Linked DNA regions of Triticum aestivum: region 1 is linked to region 2. The links are chromatin contacts, called in public Hi-C maps. All regions are on one chromosome and are shown on one strand. Each heading gives the region's core, a stretch centred on a gene start, on an enhancer-like site or on the middle of the called end of the contact. The rest is flanking DNA. Distances are from core to core; before and after follow the strand shown. Region 1 holds the start of LOC123097882 (trifunctional UDP-glucose 4,6-dehydratase/UDP-4-keto-6-deoxy-D-glucose 3,5-epimerase/UDP-4-keto-L-rhamnose-reductase RHM1). Region 2 holds the start of LOC123097880 (THO complex subunit 4A).

What was found. A called contact is a pair of places that touch in the nucleus more often than the background predicts.
Region 1: a Hi-C map of leaf shows a contact between it and region 2, with 8 times the contacts expected there. The contact joins the promoter of LOC123097882 here to the promoter of LOC123097880 in region 2. A contact is called at or near these places in 2 of 5 Hi-C or Micro-C datasets (both in leaf).

What each region holds. Positions count from the first base shown.
Region 1 is chr4D:353,741,550-353,744,926 of IWGSC CS RefSeq v2.1, reverse strand. It overlaps LOC123097882 (trifunctional UDP-glucose 4,6-dehydratase/UDP-4-keto-6-deoxy-D-glucose 3,5-epimerase/UDP-4-keto-L-rhamnose-reductase RHM1), which reads left to right and starts at 1,838. Exons shown (of 3, transcript XM_044519730.1): 1 at 1,838-2,091; 2 at 2,560-3,377. The coding sequence starts at 1,852.
Region 2 is chr4D:353,562,897-353,566,492 of IWGSC CS RefSeq v2.1, reverse strand. LOC123097880 (THO complex subunit 4A) reads right to left here and starts at 2,285. Exons shown (of 6, transcript XM_044519728.1): 1 at 1,931-2,285; 2 at 1,669-1,812; 3 at 1,082-1,150; 4 at 836-1,014; 5 at 626-675; 6 at 1-368. The coding sequence starts at 2,146. The coding sequence ends at 142.

The sequences.
Region 1 (3,377 bases), core at 589-3,088, 180 kb before region 2:
GATTAACGAGCTAGTCAAGTAGAGGCATACTACTGACATTATGTTTGTCTATGTATTCACACATGTATCATGTTTCCGGTTAATACAATTCTAGAATGAATAATAAACATTTATCATGATACGAGGAAATAAATAATAACTTTATTATTGCCTCTAGGGCATATTTCCTTCAGCGTGTGCGTAGGATTTTTTTTTAAATTACTACGTTCCCCAACAGATGAAGAGCTTGTGGTGGCTGCATTGTCGTCCACGACCACATTAGTAGGACGCGGCCTCGGTTCAGGGGATCAATCCCCGGGCATGCTCCGGCCTTGAACCGCAATAGGGAGAGAGGCCACACCCTTCTCTATGCCGATTACTTTGAGAATGGCCCGCTCTTGAAACCACATCAATTGCGTCGCCGCTTCTGTATGGCGAGACATGTGTTCAATCGTATTCGGGAGGGAGGGGCAACATATGTCCCATACTTTGAGTGCCAATAGGATGCCCTTGGCAAGCTTGGCTCTCTTATTACCAGAAGTGCACTGCGGCGATTCACATGCTTGCATATGGAATTCCTGATGATCTTATGGATGAGTACGTGCGTATGAGTGAGTCCACATGTCTCATCTCAATATATAGTTTCTACAAGGTCGTGCTGGCAGTGTTCGGCCCTAAGTACCTGAGAGAGCCAACTGCCGCTAATACAGAGAGGTTGTTGGCGATCAATGCCGATAGGGACTTTCCGAGCATGTTTGGTAGTATAGATTGTATACACTGGAAGTGGAAGAACTGTCCATTTGCTTGGCAGGGGCATGTGAAAGGTGCCATTGTCATATTTGAAGCGGTGGCTTCACAAGATCTGTGGATATGACATTCTTTCTTTGGCATGGCTGATTCTCACAATGATATCAGTGTTCTTCAGCGTTCCCCAGTGTTTGCAAGGCTTGCAGAAGGCCACTCCCCGGAGGTCGACTTTGAGATCAATGGCAACCATTACAACAAGGGATATTACCTAGCTGATGTTATCTATCCTTAGTGGTCCACTCTTATGAAGACCATACCCAATCTGCAAGGAGAGAAGAGACAGAGGTTTGCCCAAACGCAGGAGAGTGCTAGGAAGGATGTGGAGCGTGCTTTCGGTGTGCTTCAGTCTCGATGGGGTATCGTTCGAAACCCTACATTGATATGGAGCACTCAGAAGCTTTGGGAGGTGATGACTGCTTGTGTGAAAATGAGCATGGCGATAGCATCTACGACCACGGGTTTGATTTCCAGGTGAAAATGTTGAGCCTGAGCAGCCACCTCCTGCAACCTTTGAACACTTTGTCCATTTTCATTGTGAAATACGTGATTGGCATACTCATTTCCAGCTTCAGGATGACTTGGTTGAGCATATGTGGACTCACGCTGGCAACCAGTAAATTTATCGGTTTAATTTTTTCATGCAAACACATTTCGATTGGGTTGTATGACTATTTGATATTGTTTTTATTTCGATTGGGTTGTAAGACTATTTCGAATGTGGAACTATTGCTACGTTTGATTTAAACTACTCCCTTCGTCCCATAATATAAGACATTTTTTGACTATACACTAGTGTCAAAAAAGTCTTACATTATGGGACAAGGGAGTATTTGCTATGCTTCATTTTAGTATGCTTGTTAATCTGGAACCGACAAGATGCGGCCGGAATGTGACCGTGCATTGGGCGCATTCAGAAATCCGGACGAACATGGCTCCATTAACATTATAAAATGATGAAAAGTGGACTAAACCTACGTCCAAATCGTTGGAGTTGATAGGTCGCTGGACAAGTCTCGTCTGGAAGAGCGTGTGCTACTGCTGTGCTGGACCAGAACGAAAACGAGGATGGGACGCGCGGACCACGCGGCGAAACGGTCAGGATCCTCTTTTAAGCCCCCAACCCATCATCCGCCCGTACTCGTCGGCGCCGTGCAGTTGAGTGCTCGCTGCTCCCTCCTCCCCCTCCCCGAAGATTCTCCTTCGACCCCTCCCGATCTCCAAGGCGACGTCGCCGTCGCCGTCGCCGCGCGCCAGATCTCCTCCACGCGCTCGCGGTGCGCCTTCGCCGCCTGCGCGATCTGCCCGGTGAGTCCCCTTCCCCGCTGCCTGCTCCTAGATCCGTGTCCTCGCCTGGAATTCCGGTGGGGTTTCAGTTGCCGAGTGTACCATTCCCGTGCGTGTTGTTCGCCGCGGCGAAGAATTCGGTTGTGGTTTCATGTTGCGTGTATTGGTTTGCCACTGCTGGACCTGGGGATCGCGATGATGGGCGCCTGATGAAAATTGCATTTGTCAGGGGTGGATGTTCTTCTATGCCTGCTGATGGCTATGGTGTCAGTTTAGTCAGTTCTCTACTGTTTTACTACTACTACATAGCCTGCTGATAGCTTTGGAGTTAATAATGTTTCCTCTATTCTTCCTTCATAGTTGGAGTATATCTGCTTTTAGTTTTAGTAGGAGTTGCCTTGTTTTCGCAGTAACTTCGATGATAAGTTTGAAGAATTATTACTGCTGGGCACATTAATAACACTAGCAGGTTTGAATATCTATTTGCAGGCTAAGATGGCGACCTATGAGCCCAAGAACATCCTCATAACTGGTGCTGCGGGTTTCATTGCATCCCATGTGGCGAACCGTCTAATTAGGAGCTATCCTCACTACAAGATTGTGGTACTCGACAAGATTGACTACTGCTCCAACCTGAAAAATCTCAACCCCTCCCGGCCATCGCCAAATTTCAAGTTTGTCAAGGGCGACATCGCAAGTGCTGACCTGGTGAACTATCTTCTCATCACTGAGTCGATCGACACCATCATGCACTTTGCTGCCCAGACTCATGTGGATAATTCGTTCGGCAATTCCTTTGAGTTTACAAAGAACAACATATATGGCACCCACGTTCTCCTTGAGGCGTGCAAGGTCACTGGCCAGATCAGAAGATTTATTCACGTCAGTACTGATGAGGTGTATGGAGAAACTGATGAGGATGCTGTGGTTGGTAACCATGAGGCCTCGCAGTTGCTTCCGACAAATCCATATTCAGCTACCAAAGCTGGGGCTGAAATGCTTGTGATGGCTTATGGGAGGTCTTATGGTCTTCCTGTGATTACAACCCGAGGCAACAATGTGTATGGACCAAATCAGTTCCCTGAGAAGCTCATCCCAAAATTTATCCTTTTGGCCATGAAAGGCTTGCCCCTTCCAATTCATGGTGATGGCTCTAATGTCAGGAGCTACCTGTACTGTGAGGATGTTGCTGAAGCTTTTGAGGTAGTTCTTCACAAAGGAGAGGTTGGACATGTGTATAATATTGGTACTGTGAAGGAGAGGAGGGTAATTGATGTGGCCAGTGACATATGCAAGCTATTTGGCTT
Region 2 (3,596 bases), core at 1,036-3,535:
ACTCTAGTTCTATGTAGACACATAACCCATACAATTCAGTAAGCCAAGAACCTGACAAGTAAAAGGTTTTGTTGTCCCTTGAACATATAGTAGCACAAAAAGCGGGAACAAAGGGGCACCCTTCAAATTTCATGTTGAATATCAACGCTGCAAAGATGTCGATTTATTCGGTGGTCTGCATCGGCGTCGTACCCTGTGCATGGTACTTCTCCAACTCAGCATCAAGTTCTTCAGCAGACCTTGGCTGGCTACGCTCTTTCCCACGACGACCGCCAGATCCACTGCCTCCGCCACCACCACGACGACCCCTCCCACCCCTTGCACGGGGTCTGTTCTGTGGCAAACTAGCTGAGACACCCCTTGGTGCACTGTAACAAATGAAGCGGTGTACGGTAAGGTGGGAAAATCTATTACTAACAAACAAAGCAATAAAAGGTGCACCTATAAACATTCAATAAAGCAGAAAAATGGTGGAACATGATTAATATGCTAGATAACCTAACCAGCTAACTATGTAGACAAAGATGAATTCTTGAAACTGAAATTCATAATTCATTTCTGCTAATACCCCTACAAACTAAGAACAAACTAAATGTGATGCCATTGCAACACGGCGAGCACCTACTTGTTATATAATGTCTCCTGAAATATTGGGCGATATATAACGGAACACCTCTGCGATATATAATAGCAATTGTATTATCACCAATTCACCATCCACAACATTTAATATCACACAAGACTTTATGACCAATTCTGGCAAACAGGCAAATTCAGATACTTTAATTGCAATAAATTGAATCCACAAATATGTAATGCACCAAATCTAACATACCTCTTAGCAACATTCCTAGCATAGGTTCCATTATTGGTTGGTAGTGCAGCTGGAGCAGTAGGAGTGTTAGTCCCAAGTATCTCTATTTTCATAGGCTTGCCATCAAGTTGGACATTGTTGTATTTCCTCAGCGCTGCAACAGCATCACCACGCCTTGCAAATATAACCTCAGCTGTTCCCTGCAGAACATAAGTACTGTTAGGCATCACACAGAACACACACATGGAAAATGGAACAAAGAAGTACCTTAGACCTCCCACTTCGGTCATAGTGAATCAAGCATCGCTTCACATCACCCAGCTCGGAGAAAAGCTCCTGAACCATTCAAAGAAAAAATAACTCAGAAACAGTACCTTATGAACAAGAAACTGCAAAAAGCATTTTATGGAGAGCATATCAACATTTAAGTACACTATACAAACTGAGAGACCATAACAAGAAAAAATTCCAAGTGAGCGTCAACTTATGAAGTAAGCAATAAGATATGCAAAAAAATCATCAATTAAACGAATCAAATCGAGACTGCCACAGCGCAACTGAAAACATAATCACGCCAGTAAAGAGGTCACACCCTTCGAGACAACCATTAACGATTAATTACAATTGAGAACTAAAGTCCTATTCACAGGAACAAGCTAAGAAAATTCAACAACGCAAGACTGCTAGCACGACCAAATCACAGTTGTGGTACTGAGTCTGTGCCAGATCTATAAAATAGCTTGACTGATACAAGCTCCAGGCAAACTATGAGATTCTTTGAGACCAACTACGTACTAAGAAGCAGCCAAATTACATGAGCAACAACTGGACATGTAGATCCGCGACGTATATACCTTGAGGTCCTCGGTTGAGACGCCGAAGTCCAAATTGGTGATGAGGAGCTTGGTGCCGGTCTCGATAGCAGAGACCCTCCCGCCGCCGCCGCCTCTGGCAGAGGCGTCAGAGTACATGTCGTGCTGCCACGCCGATTCCGGGGCCTGGATCGCGTCACACCAGAGTGAGAAAACCACCAGATCATCCTCCCCCGCCTCGGCGAAAACGGAAGACTATCCTCCGCCGACGGCGCAAGGCCTAGCCCGTGCGATTCGTTCGTACCTTCGGCGGCTGGTAGGGCGCCGCCCTGTTCCCCGACCTCTTGAAGGCGCGCCTGTTGGGGCGGACGCCTCCGGCGGCGGCCGCGGCCGCGCCGCTGCCGGCGGCGGCAGATCCAAGGCGGCCCTCGCGGCGGCGGCCACCCCCGCCGGACGAGGAGTTGCCCTTCTTGTTGCTCTTGATGATGTCCTCGAGGGACATGTCGAGGGACTCCGCCATGGCTGCGCGGGCGAGCGAGCGGATCTGGCGCTAGGGTTGGGAGGGGGAGCTCGGCGACGGGGAATCGAGAATTGGTGGGGGAAGCTGATTAGGGTTGCCAAGTCGTGGGGCGTTGGGGAATTTGGGAGATATTTTTGCGGGAGGCGGGCGCGGCGCGATAAAATAGTAGGGGGGGGGACGCGTAGGGAGAACGCGTGGTGGTGAGGTGGGGTGGGGTGGGGGTGCACGACTCACGACTCACGACCCACGCGGGCGCGACGGGGATTGTTTTGGCTGGGTCGGTTCGGGCCTTCGCGGTCGGACCGGACTCTACTACCTTGGTGGGCTCGTTCTTCCTTCCTACAAATTCCATTATGCCAGACCACTTTTTATTTCCTGACATCATTATGCCAAACCAGTTTAAAAGCAGAACTTGTTTGTTCTGCTCAAGAAAAAGGCAGAACTTTTTGTTGTGCGGGGAAAACCAACCGGAACTACTTACAATTAAAAAAAAACAGAACTATCCGAATCGGGGTATGGCTTCCGCTTGCCTTTTCCGAGTTGAACTCGGCAGCTTTAGGCGACCATGAGAGTGGCGTTCGTATGACACTAGACCATCTACAACAGCATTGGACTAATATGAGCCCCTATATGTCCACAAACAGCGGCCTCCCACCCCTCATTTGTCCGTGTTCGTTGGTCGCAGCCGTCTTTTGCATATCCAAACCCCTACATCCATTTGCAATCTTATACAGTGTAAATAAAACGACGTAGATAGATATCATAGCACAACATCGGGCATAGCAAGTTCATCATTACAAATCGAATATACACAAAAGATGAATAGTTCGATTGACCTACTAGACAACTACGACTAGAAGCATACTAGATAGTTTGTCGGAGTTCACTCCTTCAGGTTGAGGATTGTCATAAGGAATCAACTACCTATGCAATGAAGCAACCTAACTCTTCAAATTGAAACTAATTGTTTGAAGACCATTTGTATGGTGAAAAGTGAGAAGCCAGATAGATCAAGATTTGCTTTATTGGTCCAAGAGATTAAAAAGAAGCGCTTAGAGAGGAAAACATGTATTACTCATGTACGGCGTAGTCAGAATACGGTGAGATATTATTTTGGAAATTTTTGGTGGATTACATATCCGTACTGCAGTATGGCTAGGTGCAGCCCCCCATGTGTTGCATGGTTATGTGCCTAAAAGTATCAATCATTGATGAGTAATATAAGTTTTATTCCCGCAAAAAAAGCGTTCAGCGCTTCCTTGTCGGCCCCTTCCCCTTTGGCATCTCCGGTGCGACGGCACTAGGCCCTCTGGAGGTGCCACTGGAGGGCAAGGACAACGAGGGGAGCCCATCCAGACACTGAGCGGTGCGGCCTGCTCCTTGGCAAACCGCACAACTTCTGTGCGCAATGACCGCCTTCTCCTTGGCGAGGCGCTTGGACTTCTCGAGG